Linked DNA regions of Mus musculus: regions 1 and 2 are each linked to region 3. A link is a contact called in public HiChIP or PLAC-seq data. All regions are on one chromosome and are shown on one strand. Each heading gives the region's core, a stretch centred on a gene start, on an enhancer-like site or on the middle of the called end of the contact. The rest is flanking DNA. Distances are from core to core; before and after follow the strand shown. Region 1 holds the start of Ttc30b (tetratricopeptide repeat domain 30B). Region 2 holds the start of Ttc30a1 (tetratricopeptide repeat domain 30A1). Region 3 overlaps Pde11a (phosphodiesterase 11A).

The links. HiChIP or PLAC-seq counts read pairs in DNA pulled down with a chosen protein or histone mark.
Region 1: a contact with region 3 is called in an H3K4me3 HiChIP or PLAC-seq map of intestinal villus epithelium, with 5 read pairs. The contact joins the promoter of Ttc30b here to the enhancer-like site in region 3. A contact is called at or near these places in 3 of 39 promoter capture datasets (cranial neural crest, macrophages and second pharyngeal arch cranial neural crest), 1 of 484 Hi-C or Micro-C datasets (nephron progenitors), 4 of 115 datasets of contacts at active chromatin or transcription factors (cardiomyocytes, embryonic stem cells, intestinal villus epithelium and 1 more) and 1 of 9 other capture datasets (pancreatic islet).
Region 2: an H3K27ac HiChIP or PLAC-seq map of extraembryonic endoderm stem cells shows a contact between it and region 3. The contact joins the promoter of Ttc30a1 here to the enhancer-like site in region 3. A contact is called at or near these places in 18 of 39 promoter capture datasets (the 3T3-L1 cell line, 3T3-L1-derived adipocytes, the HPC-7 cell line and 11 more), 7 of 15 datasets of contacts at CTCF or cohesin (the NIH/3T3 cell line, embryonic stem cells, hippocampal excitatory neurons and 2 more), 168 of 484 Hi-C or Micro-C datasets (3T3-L1-derived adipocytes, the AML12 cell line, the AtT-20 cell line and 78 more), 35 of 115 datasets of contacts at active chromatin or transcription factors (PVALB interneurons, VIP interneurons, bone marrow-derived dendritic cells and 21 more) and 5 of 9 other capture datasets (adipose tissue, embryonic tail, liver and 2 more).

What each region holds. Positions count from the first base shown.
Region 1 is chr2:75,936,786-75,940,228 of GRCm38.p6, forward strand. It overlaps Ttc30b (tetratricopeptide repeat domain 30B), which reads right to left and starts at 1,677. Exons shown (of 1, transcript NM_028235.1): 1 at 1-1,677. The coding sequence starts at 1,622.
Region 2 is chr2:75,979,764-75,983,239 of GRCm38.p6, forward strand. Ttc30a1 (tetratricopeptide repeat domain 30A1) reads right to left here and starts at 2,204. Exons shown (of 1, transcript NM_030188.3): 1 at 1-2,204. The coding sequence starts at 1,974.
Region 3 is chr2:76,048,885-76,052,135 of GRCm38.p6, forward strand. It overlaps Pde11a (phosphodiesterase 11A), which reads right to left. Exons shown (of 20, transcript NM_001081033.3): 14 at 1,256-1,346. Among named protein-coding and RNA genes, the nearest start is that of Gm52518, 14 kb to the left of the region's middle. Within about 2 kb of position 1,402, at least 30 of the 459 cell types and tissues checked have an H3K27ac peak or open chromatin away from gene starts, as enhancers often do. A contact at or near this core is called in the N1E-115 cell line, adipose tissue, extraembryonic endoderm stem cells and 3 more, where this site is marked.

The DNA.
Region 1 (3,443 bases), core at 427-2,926, 110 kb before region 3:
TGGTAGATTTTCTTGTCTGGGTCACCATAAGAGAGTTGTTCCTCCTCCTTCTCAATCTTCCTCATGAGCTCCTCAGCTTCCTCATTTTGACTTGTCATGATATAGGAAACACAGAGGTTGGCTAACACAATAGCACTGACACTCAGGATGTTATCATAATTCTTCTTGACAATGGGCTCATAGAAACCAATGGCCTCTTTGTACTTGTTCTCCTGCATGAAGAGGACATGGGCCACATTCAGCTTCCACACATCATGGTCATTACAGAATTCCACAGATTTGCGGAAGATCTTCTCCACCATTGGGTAATTCTCAAAGTTCCAGTAGATTTTTGCCTGGGCCATCAGTACAGGAATATACTTCTCAAGAGTTTCATCATATTCATTCACAGCCTTTTTGGCAGATTCATCATCTCTACTATGCCTTGAATCCTGTACTTGTATGGTGAGTTTCCGGAGCTGCTCAGTCAGCATGCCAGCCAACCCATCAAGTTTAATGAAAGCCTCTTCAGGAGCTGTCTGGCAAGTGATCATGGCATCCAAGAAGTCATAGAGATAGGGTGTGAGGAACTTGTAAGTCAAGTGGGCATTTTCTGCCAGGACATCAGCTGCCAGGTCAAAATACTCATATTTACAGTAGAGCAGCAGCAGGTTGCCAAAGGTCTCTGGGGGGAAGGGGTTCTGCTGGAGCAGAAACTGGAGCTTTTCAAAGCCCTCTGTGGGCTTGGCATCCATGTTCATCAGAGCCTGGTTGTGGAGGGTTACGGGGTCCAGCTCTTCCTCTGCTCTGGGTGGCATGTCAGTGAGGGCTTCCTGGGCTGCCTCGTAGTTTCTCAGCTGGTACTCTATGGCTGCCTTGAGGTTGAAGGCTTCGACCAGAGCAGTCTGGTGAAGGACTATAGTGTTGCCAACACTGCGAACATCAATGCCCTCCGTGGTCATGCCCACACCGAGTTCTGGGTGTTGACGGATGCCACGCTCAATGATGTCAGCGATATGCTTCAGAGCAGGCGCGTACTGCCGACTGCTGTAATAGGCCAAAGCCAAGTTGTAGGAAAGGTCAGGCTGGTAGCCAGAAGCCTGCAGGGCCGCTAAGAACTTGGAACAGGCAGCTTCATAGTGTCCCTCTTTGTAGAGCAGACAACCTAGGTTGATCTGACCATCATAATCACTCTCCCCTCCACTGTCCTCTACACCTTCCCCACTCAGCAGCTGCTCCACCAGGCTCCTGGCTCCTGGGAGGTCACCTTCACTGTACTTGATAGCAGCCTGGAGACGAAGGACTCGAGTCTGATAGGCGGGGTTGTCCAGGAGGAAGGCGACCCTGGTGGCCTCTGGATACAGGCAGGCCTTGTACAGTGCCTGGGCCTGGTACAGGCGGTACTGCTCGAGTTCCGGGTGCATCTGGCTCAGCTGCTCATAGCACTCTGCAGCGAGCTCGAACTCCTGCAGGCGGTAGTAGCAGTAGGCCAGCAGCGACAGCCCTGCGCGGCTGCGGGAGCTCCTCTGCAGCTCTGCGCTCAGCAGCTGCACCGCCTCTGAGTAGCGGGAGTCGCGGATGAGCCTGTACACCACTGCTGTGAACTCACCGTCGGGGATCTGTGAGCTGCTCAGCCCTGCCATATTCACCTAGCTTGTTTTGCATCCTGGTTTCCAAGGCAATAGGCCAACCGGAAACGGAAGCTGTTCAGCGGCAAGTATCCAACGGAAGTGTCTTGTGGATAAAAGCGAATCACCGACACGTTTCTATCAATTTCTGGATATGTTTTTAAACACTCTAGACTGTGGGGAAGCAATTGGGCTTGGTCTGGAAAATTTTCTAGGTAGTTCAGAGAGGGATATTCCACGTCCCGGCCTACATCGCTTCCGTTATCGCCCTGCATCCTGGGAAATGTAGTTTTTCCTCTTTGACGTTTTACAGTAATTGGAGTCTCTGCCTTTTCTCTGGGATCGGGATCTTGTTTCTATTGCTTTGATTGCTTCTTTGTTGGCACTGAAGTAAAGTTTTCTTGTGAAGGTCCCCCGGGATGCAGAAAATTCGCTGTTCTTTGAGGGTTCGAGTTGCTTGGCAATGGTGACGAAATGGGAATGAGGGCCGTCTCTGGACTTCAGGAATTCTAGTATATTCTTGCCAGCTGCTCTGACGCCCACTTTTTGAGAACGTTGTTAAGCAAGGGCCGGCAGTCCGTATTTTATTCTGTATCAAGAGGTGACGAGAGGGGGAAGGAGAGTCTGAATTGTAACTGGTGCTGTTTTAGATTTAAGTACCATTCGCCCTCTGTTTCGTAAATGACCGCTGTTATGAACGTAAATTGGTGCTTGAATTGATGAAGCACACGGCTTTGGTCTTTTCCTTCTTCAAGGAGAAGCCACAAAACTAACATTTTCCCCCTTTCCTATATGCTATTTTTCTCACCCTCTAAGCTCTACCAAACACTACCGTGAGTTTGTTCAAGACGTAATCAGCCTGTGCTTCTCGTGCCTCTGATCTTGTTTTCACGTATGAATCAGCTAGTTAATACATAAATGCTTCGCCAACTCCTTTCCCATACCCAGACTCTTAATTCGAAGCTCTTCAGGCAGTTACTATCTCTCCTTTCCCCCCTGTATGTAGAATGAGTCTCTAGGTTCTGTGTTATTGTTTTGGGGAGGTTATTCTGTATAAATTCAATTTTATTCTAGTATGACAGAGCAGTAAAAAACTACCGACTTATAAGCCGATATTGAATCACTGTTGAAAACCATGTACATAGATTTGACTGACCCTAATGTGTGGGGACATAAATATAATGCTTAGTTAAGCATTTGAGAAGTAACCAAGATAGCAGAATATTAATGTGTTCTTTCCAAATGAAGTAGTGACAAATTGTATGATTTTTCAATAACAAGGCTGTACTTTTAGAGCACGGATCATTTGACGTGGCTCTGGGAGGCACCTGGGAGACTGTTACCTTTTATAGTTTTCCACGATCTCCTCTAGCTACACCCAAGGCAAACAGACCACATGAAGGCATATCTTTGCTTTGTAATTAAGAACTTCAACATGAGGGCATTATATTTTTCTCTTTAATAGAATTGCTACCCATGAATCTTTTTTACCATCAACATATTGCAGCTCATCAACATATTGCAGCCAATATTCACCATATTTCATAGCACGCTGTTAGGCTTCTCACAAACTGCTCATAACTTTACTGAAATCTGTGTGCTGCAGATGAAGACTTTGTGCTTCAGGACAATTAAGTAACCTGCTAAAACCCACATAGGAAAGGGAATGAGCCATGTTATCTTAAAAGTTAAACTCAGAAGAATTAGTGATTAGGAGTTAATTCATATATGAACTCATATTATAGGAAATATTAGAGACTTGCTTTGTAAAGTTTTTTGTTGTTGTTGTTGTTGTTAAAAAATCAAAACAAACAAAACCCAACCAGTCTCATTTGG
Region 2 (3,476 bases), core at 954-3,453, 68 kb before region 3:
CTCATAAATCAAAGCTTTCAACAGTCTGGACTCATATGTGACTGTATTCTTCCCGGTGTGAATTCTTTCTTCCTCTAAGGGCTGTTCTAAAACAGCAGGGATGTTTCTACCATAAAGTTCACAGTACTCTAGAAACTGGACACATTCTTGAACAACACCGTCACAAAGCACTATCATGTGCTTTGACATGTTCTCTAGTAAGGACAGGAAGCATCTCTTGGCATAATACCACGTATCGGTGCCTAGCTTTTTATGGTAAGGCTCCAAGCTTTTGATAACCCGAGAGATGCCAAAGTCATAGTTTCCTTTGGCACAATACAGGGTTCCTATCACCAAATTCACAATGCAAAGGTGGTAGATTTTCTTGTCTGGGTCACCATAAGAGAGTTGTTCCTCCTCCTTCTCAATCTTCCTCATGAGCTCCTCAGCTTCCTCGTTTTGACTTGTCATGATATAGGAAACACAGAGGTTGGCTAACACAATAGCACTGACACTCAGGATGTTATCATAATTCTTCTTGACAATGGGCTCATAGAAACCAATGGCCTCTTTGTACTTGTTCTCCTGCATGAAGAGGACATGGGCCACATTCAGCTTCCACACATCATGGTCATTACAGAATTCCACAGATTTGCGGAAGATCTTCTCTACCATTGGGTAATTCTCAAGATTCCAGTAGATTTTTGCCTGGGCCATCAGTACAGGAATATATTTCTCAAGAGTTTCATCATATTCATTCATAGCCTTTTTAATAATTTCATCATCTCTGTTATGCCTTGCTTCTTGAACTTGCTTAGTGAGTCTCCTGAGCTGCTCAGTCAGCATGCCAGCCAACCCATCAAGTTTAATGAAAGCCTCTTCAGGAGCTGTCTGGCAAGTGATCATGGCATCCAAGAAGTCATAGAGATAGGGTGTGAGGAACTTGTAAGTTAAGTGGGCATTTTCTGCCAGGACATCAGCTGCCAGGTCAAAATACTCATATTTACAGTAGAGCAGCAGCAGGTTGCCAAAGGTCTCTGGGGGAAAGGGGTTCTGCTGGAGCAGAAACTGGAGCTTTTCAAAGCCCTCTGTGGGCTTGGCATCCATGTTCATCAGAGCCTGGTTGTGGAGGGTTACGGGGTCCAGCTCTTCCTCTGCTCTAGGAGGCATGTCAGTGAGAGTTTCTTGGGCTACCTCAAAGTTTCTCAGCTGATACTCTATGGCTGCCTTGAGGTTGAAAGCTTCAATCAGAGCAGTCTGGTGAAGGACTACAGTGTTGCCAACACTGCGAACATCAATGCCCTCCGTGGTCATGCCCACACCGAGTTCTGGGTGTTGACGGATGCCACGCTCAATGATGTCAGCGATATGCTTCAGAGCAGGCGCGTACTGCCGACTGCTGTAATAGGCCAATGCCAAGTTGTAGGAAAGGTCAGGCTGGTAGCCAGAAGCCTGCAGGGCCGCTAAGAACTTGGAGCAGGCAGCTTCATAGTGTCCCTCCTTGTAGAGCAGACAACCCATGTTGACCAAACCATCTGGGTCATTCTCCCCTCCACTGTCTTCTCCAGCTTCCCCACTCAGCAGCTGCTCCACCAGGCTCCTGGCTCCTGGGAGGTCACCTTCACTGTACTTGATAGCAGCCTGGAGACGAAGGACTCGAGTCTGATAGGCGGGGTTGTCCAGGAGGAAGGTGACCCTGGTGGCTTCTGGATACAGGCAGGCCTTGTACAGCGCCTGGGCCTGGTACAGGCGGTACTGCTCGAGTTCCGGGTGCATCTGGCTCAGCTGCTCATAGCACTCTGCAGCGAGCTCGAACTCCTGCAGGCGGTAGTAGCAGTAGGCCAGCAGCGACAGCCCTGCGCGGCTGCGGGAGCTTCTCTGCAGCTCTGCGCTTAGCAGCTGCACCGCCTCTGAGTAGCGGGAGTCGCGGATGAGCCTGTACACCACCGCTGTGAACTCACCGTCGGGAACTTTAGAGCTGCTTTGCCACGCCATAGCCGCCAAAATTGTAGCGCGTGCTAGTTTCCAAGGAAACTAGGTAACCGGAAACGGAAGTTCATCCAGCGGGTGGCGGTTAGGTCTGAGGTAGAAAGGATCTGTTCCGCATGACTAGGAACCGTTGACATAATCCCTGAATTTTTTTGTTTTGTCTTATAAGATTACAAACTGGGTTGGGACAGAAGTCGGAGAAGGGACAGAAACTTGTTGCAAGTAGTCCAGACATTATACTCCCGGTTTCTCCCGGCATGCAACATTGTTACTTCCCCAATGGGACGTATCCACTTTGCATTCTGGGAGTTGTAGTCTTATTTCACGAGTACTGAAATCTGGGGACTTGGCGTATTGTTTGTGTATTCAATTCAGATAGGAAAAGGTCATAAGACTTTTAGGCCGTTAGTAGGAGTTTTAGACTCCCTTTACTCGTTAGAACGAGTGAGCGTTGCTTGTTTTCTAGCTAGATAGTGTGACCTCTCTGTGGAAGAGCAGTAACCTGATTAGGGCCTGGGGTCCCTGGAGGTTTTTTGAGGCTTGTACTTTTTTTCCCTATTGTATATTTTGAAATCTGCTGAATTATCCGTTAGTGCCGAACTAAGTGTGTACTTCTTAATAGAATAGTACAGTGACCAAGCATTCTGCACCAAGTAGAAAATGATCTACAAATGGCGGGCATTTTGTTTGTTTGTTTGTTTTTGGGTTTTGAACGTCCGTTTATTAAGAATATAGTAAGCAAAGGTAAAATAGTAGGAAATAGCTGATAGAAACATCAGATCGATAATTCAATATAATCAAATTGAAGGCTTACAAATATTAGTTGAAATCAACTAGGGCAGCCATTGAAGAGGTTAGCTAGGATTCCCAATGAGAGTCCTAGGCAGATCAGAGTGTCTAGTTGGGTAACTGTGCTAAGTAAAATCACACAAGCCAAGGAGCAGATAGACAATAGCATCAAATCAGGCTTTCTCCAGAATCGACTAAAGCAGACCTTCTGAAAGAGTCATAGTTGAGTTCCTGACCCAGATTCTCAGCAGAAGCAGCTCTCTGTCACCTCCAAGATGGAGGTAGATAGTGTGATGGTGAGATGGCGGAAACTTTTTAAAATCTCAGTGACATATCTTTTCCAACAATGCCACATCTTCCCCAACAGTGCCACCAGCTGGGGACTAAGTGTTCAAACATCTGAACCTACGAGGGACATTCTCATTCAAACACTACAGAGGCTGAACCATGACAACCAAGAACTAGGTTCCATGAGAAACGGTGAATGGCAAATCATTCTATCTTCATGTCTCCAAGAAACTGTAAAGGCCTGCCAAATGAGGGCACCAAGTGTGTATGAGGAAAGATTGCTGTGTCCCTTTTTTTTTTTTCTATAGAAACAATCAAGTAAATTGGTGTGGGCAGTAGGCTTCTGACTTCCATGACTCAATTGCACTTTCAAACAGATATACAATGACTAGTGGGGTTGGGTATCCCCTAGTTCCTGGTATCACAAGGAA
Region 3 (3,251 bases), core at 152-2,651:
TCTGCATGTCTGTGAAAACTGGGAAGTGGGACAGTGGTGACATCTGCCTTCCTGATGGCAGAATGGAGTGGACCCTGGGACCCAGGGGTTCAGTGCCTTATACTTTTGCTGGTCATTATCACTCGGAAGAAGCTGGAGTGGAGGCTGACCAATGTGTCACGCTTAGATGACACAAACCTTGGGGGGGGGATGGGCTGTTTATGATCTGTGATTACAGATGTGGGCTCTCTGGGGGGACTCATCACACTTGCCAGAAAAGAGCAAACCAAAGCCCCTGCTGTCTTTGCCCCCCTGCAGCTCTCAGCTGACATGTGGCTTTTCTATTCCAGAGCCATAGCCGACAGGAAGCTGGCTCCCTCAGTTCCCATGGCCCTTACCTAGGGGCTTTATTCTGAAATGGAAACGCAGCCCCTCTGGCCTATCCCACGTTCAGGCTTTGGAGTGGTGGTCTCTATTATAAGATTGAAGGCTTCGGTTATATTACAGAAGACATGCTTTCTCAAGATAGTGTAGAGTTAAAAAAAAAAAAAGAACCCTCCATATTTAATGATGGCATTCCAGTGAAGCAGGGTCTTAATGGTGATAATAATAATAATAATAATAATAATAATAATAATAATAATATGGTGTAGGTAGAGAGTTGACCAATAATGGGGGAGAGATGATCCCTTCCTGGCCTAAAAATAAAAAATGTTTGTATGCCTTTGGAAAATTAAACAGGTTCTTCCTGGCAAGTTAGAAACTCAGCTGCCGCAGCCAGAGTTATTTTCTGGTTTCTGTTTTTCTCTGCAGAGAGAAGCCAGCACTCCACCGTCTAAGTCCTGTGTTGCTGCAGGAAGTGAAACAAGGCCCTTGGCCTTAGCCCTGGCCTTGGGGTTACTAACCGTCTCTCACTTTCAAATGCAGTCCTACGAAAAACTTTAAGTTCTTTCGTCTTTTATTCTCAACTTCACTATTGAAGCTTGACTCTTACTGTGTGTCCTTTAACGAAGGCAAAACGATGCTCTGTTAATAAGCAGTGTCTCTGCCTGCTACGCTGTAAGTGGATCTGCATAACCTCCAGTGAGGCCAGAGGAGGCAGCTTAGACCCTGAGCAAGGCTTTTGACATGTGATAGGCTCACAAAAGGCACGAAAGTCTGAGTTTAACTTAAGCACAGCCTCCTGCTCCCGTGGATTTGTACACGGCACAGCACAGAGAGAGCGGGGATCGCTTAGTTGGCCTTCTGTGGAGGGGAGAAGCCGAGCGAGTCGCACCTCACTCTGAAGGATCATCACAGCATGGTTAAAATGGTGATGCTCCAAGGTCGCCGAGGTCCCGTAGAGCTGGGCCAGTGCAGAGTCACTCCTGAAAGAGAACAGAAGGCTGAGTAGGCGGGGCCCTTCAGCTCACCATTTCCCATACCAGCCCTTTGGACTGCTCTGCTCTTGGCAGTGGAGCATGCGCAAATGCATTCCAGTTAACTGTGGGTGGAGTTCATTGTCTCTTAAGCGAACTTTGAGATAATTTTCTGTGTGTTCAGATGGATGCCATGGGTGATACACAGTCAACAAGACCCAGTCCTGGACTTTGATGAATCTACAGAGTAGTGAGAGATAAGATGTGATCAAGAGCAAATGAGCAAGTGTAAAACATGTAGTACAGATCCCAAGTGCTTTGAGTGTGTGTATATGTGTGTGTATGCATGTATGTGTGTGCCTATGTGTGTGTGCATGTTTGTATGTATCTGTATGTGTGTGTATGCATGTGTGTGTGTATATGTGTATGTATATATGTGTGTGCATGTGTGTGTATGAGTATGCATATATATGTGTGTGTATATCGATGCGTGTGTATGTGTATATATATGTGTGCTATAACTCTTGCTTCCCGATCCATGTAGGCTTCATGAACTAAGCCTTATAAATCTTCTGAGTTCGCACAGAGACTTTCTCATTTCATATGTGTTTGACTTTCCTCTGGAAAATACTTGGACGATATTCTGCAGCATCTTTGTTATTTATTCAGCATAAATTTTAACACTCTCTGTTGAGGGTTCCTCACCCACTCTCGGATCTCACTGCAGAAGACTAGAAAATTCCTTGGACTTGAAGTCGCAGCTCTTCCTTCAGTAAGTAGACTTGGGTGGCTATTAGACTTAAGGCCCAGTTTCTTTGTCTCTAAAATCATGCCAGCACTGTCTGTCTCATCTGTTGTTTATGACACTACAATAAAACGCTCGAAAGTGCCTGTCACAGTGCCAGAAAGGGAGTAGAGAGGAGTCTACATTAATTATTAATAGATAATTAAAACACACACAGACATTTCCATTTTAAATGAACACAAAGTTCACTGATACCTAAGGGGGTTACTGTATTATCTATAAATTCCACTTATGTAGAACAGCCTATCCCTCAACAATGCCAGTTCAGTAAAGTATTTTAGAATGTTCCAACAGTTCATCCCCTAGCATTTCTTTGGATTAAGATTTGGTTCAGAGAGACCCAGGGAATCAAATAGCCATTCTAGGGCTCAGTTGAGGATACATCTAGGTCCTGGAAGTCTTTGCTTGCTTATTGTAGAAAGTTTGCAGGCTCGAAAGGACAATTTGGCTTTAACTTGCAAAGGCTGGAGATTTTCAGCTCGTAGCCTGTCCTGCTGGCGAGAGAAGGAAAGGCTGCCCGAATACACAAGAACAGCTTCCATCCCAGCTGCCTTGTGCTGTCGTGTGAAACCGTCAGTTTCAGGGCTGCTGAGGACATACGATCCTTGGAGAGACTCAGCGCCACTCAGACTAGGAGAAGCAGCAGCAAGGTTAGGTGGAGCAGAACTTCTGATCAAGACGGTTGATGACGGAGGGGACTGGATTTTAGTTACTTTCTGAAGTCTTGCCCAAGTTTACTACATCATCTAAGAATCGGACAAAGGTCGAGCTAATCTATGGATGGGTTAACATTTAAGGTCAGTTGCCATTTGTCTTACGTAGAACGCAAGACCAGGACAACTCAGACGGACTCAGACGCTGAGCTTCTGTGTGCCCATCATCAGTGAGTGCCTACCATGTCCTGAGGATCACACTATTTAATGCGTAACTCTATTGAGTCGTGATGGCAACTACAAAATAGGAATTATTTTCTCACTTTACTCCAAAGAAATAGAGGCTTAGAGAAGTGCCATGGCTCTTGTAAGATCGCACAGACGTCTAGGTCTAGTTTGAATCTAATTTGCAAGCTTCCCATTACAGCGGGTGAATGAGAAGTATAGCACACACTT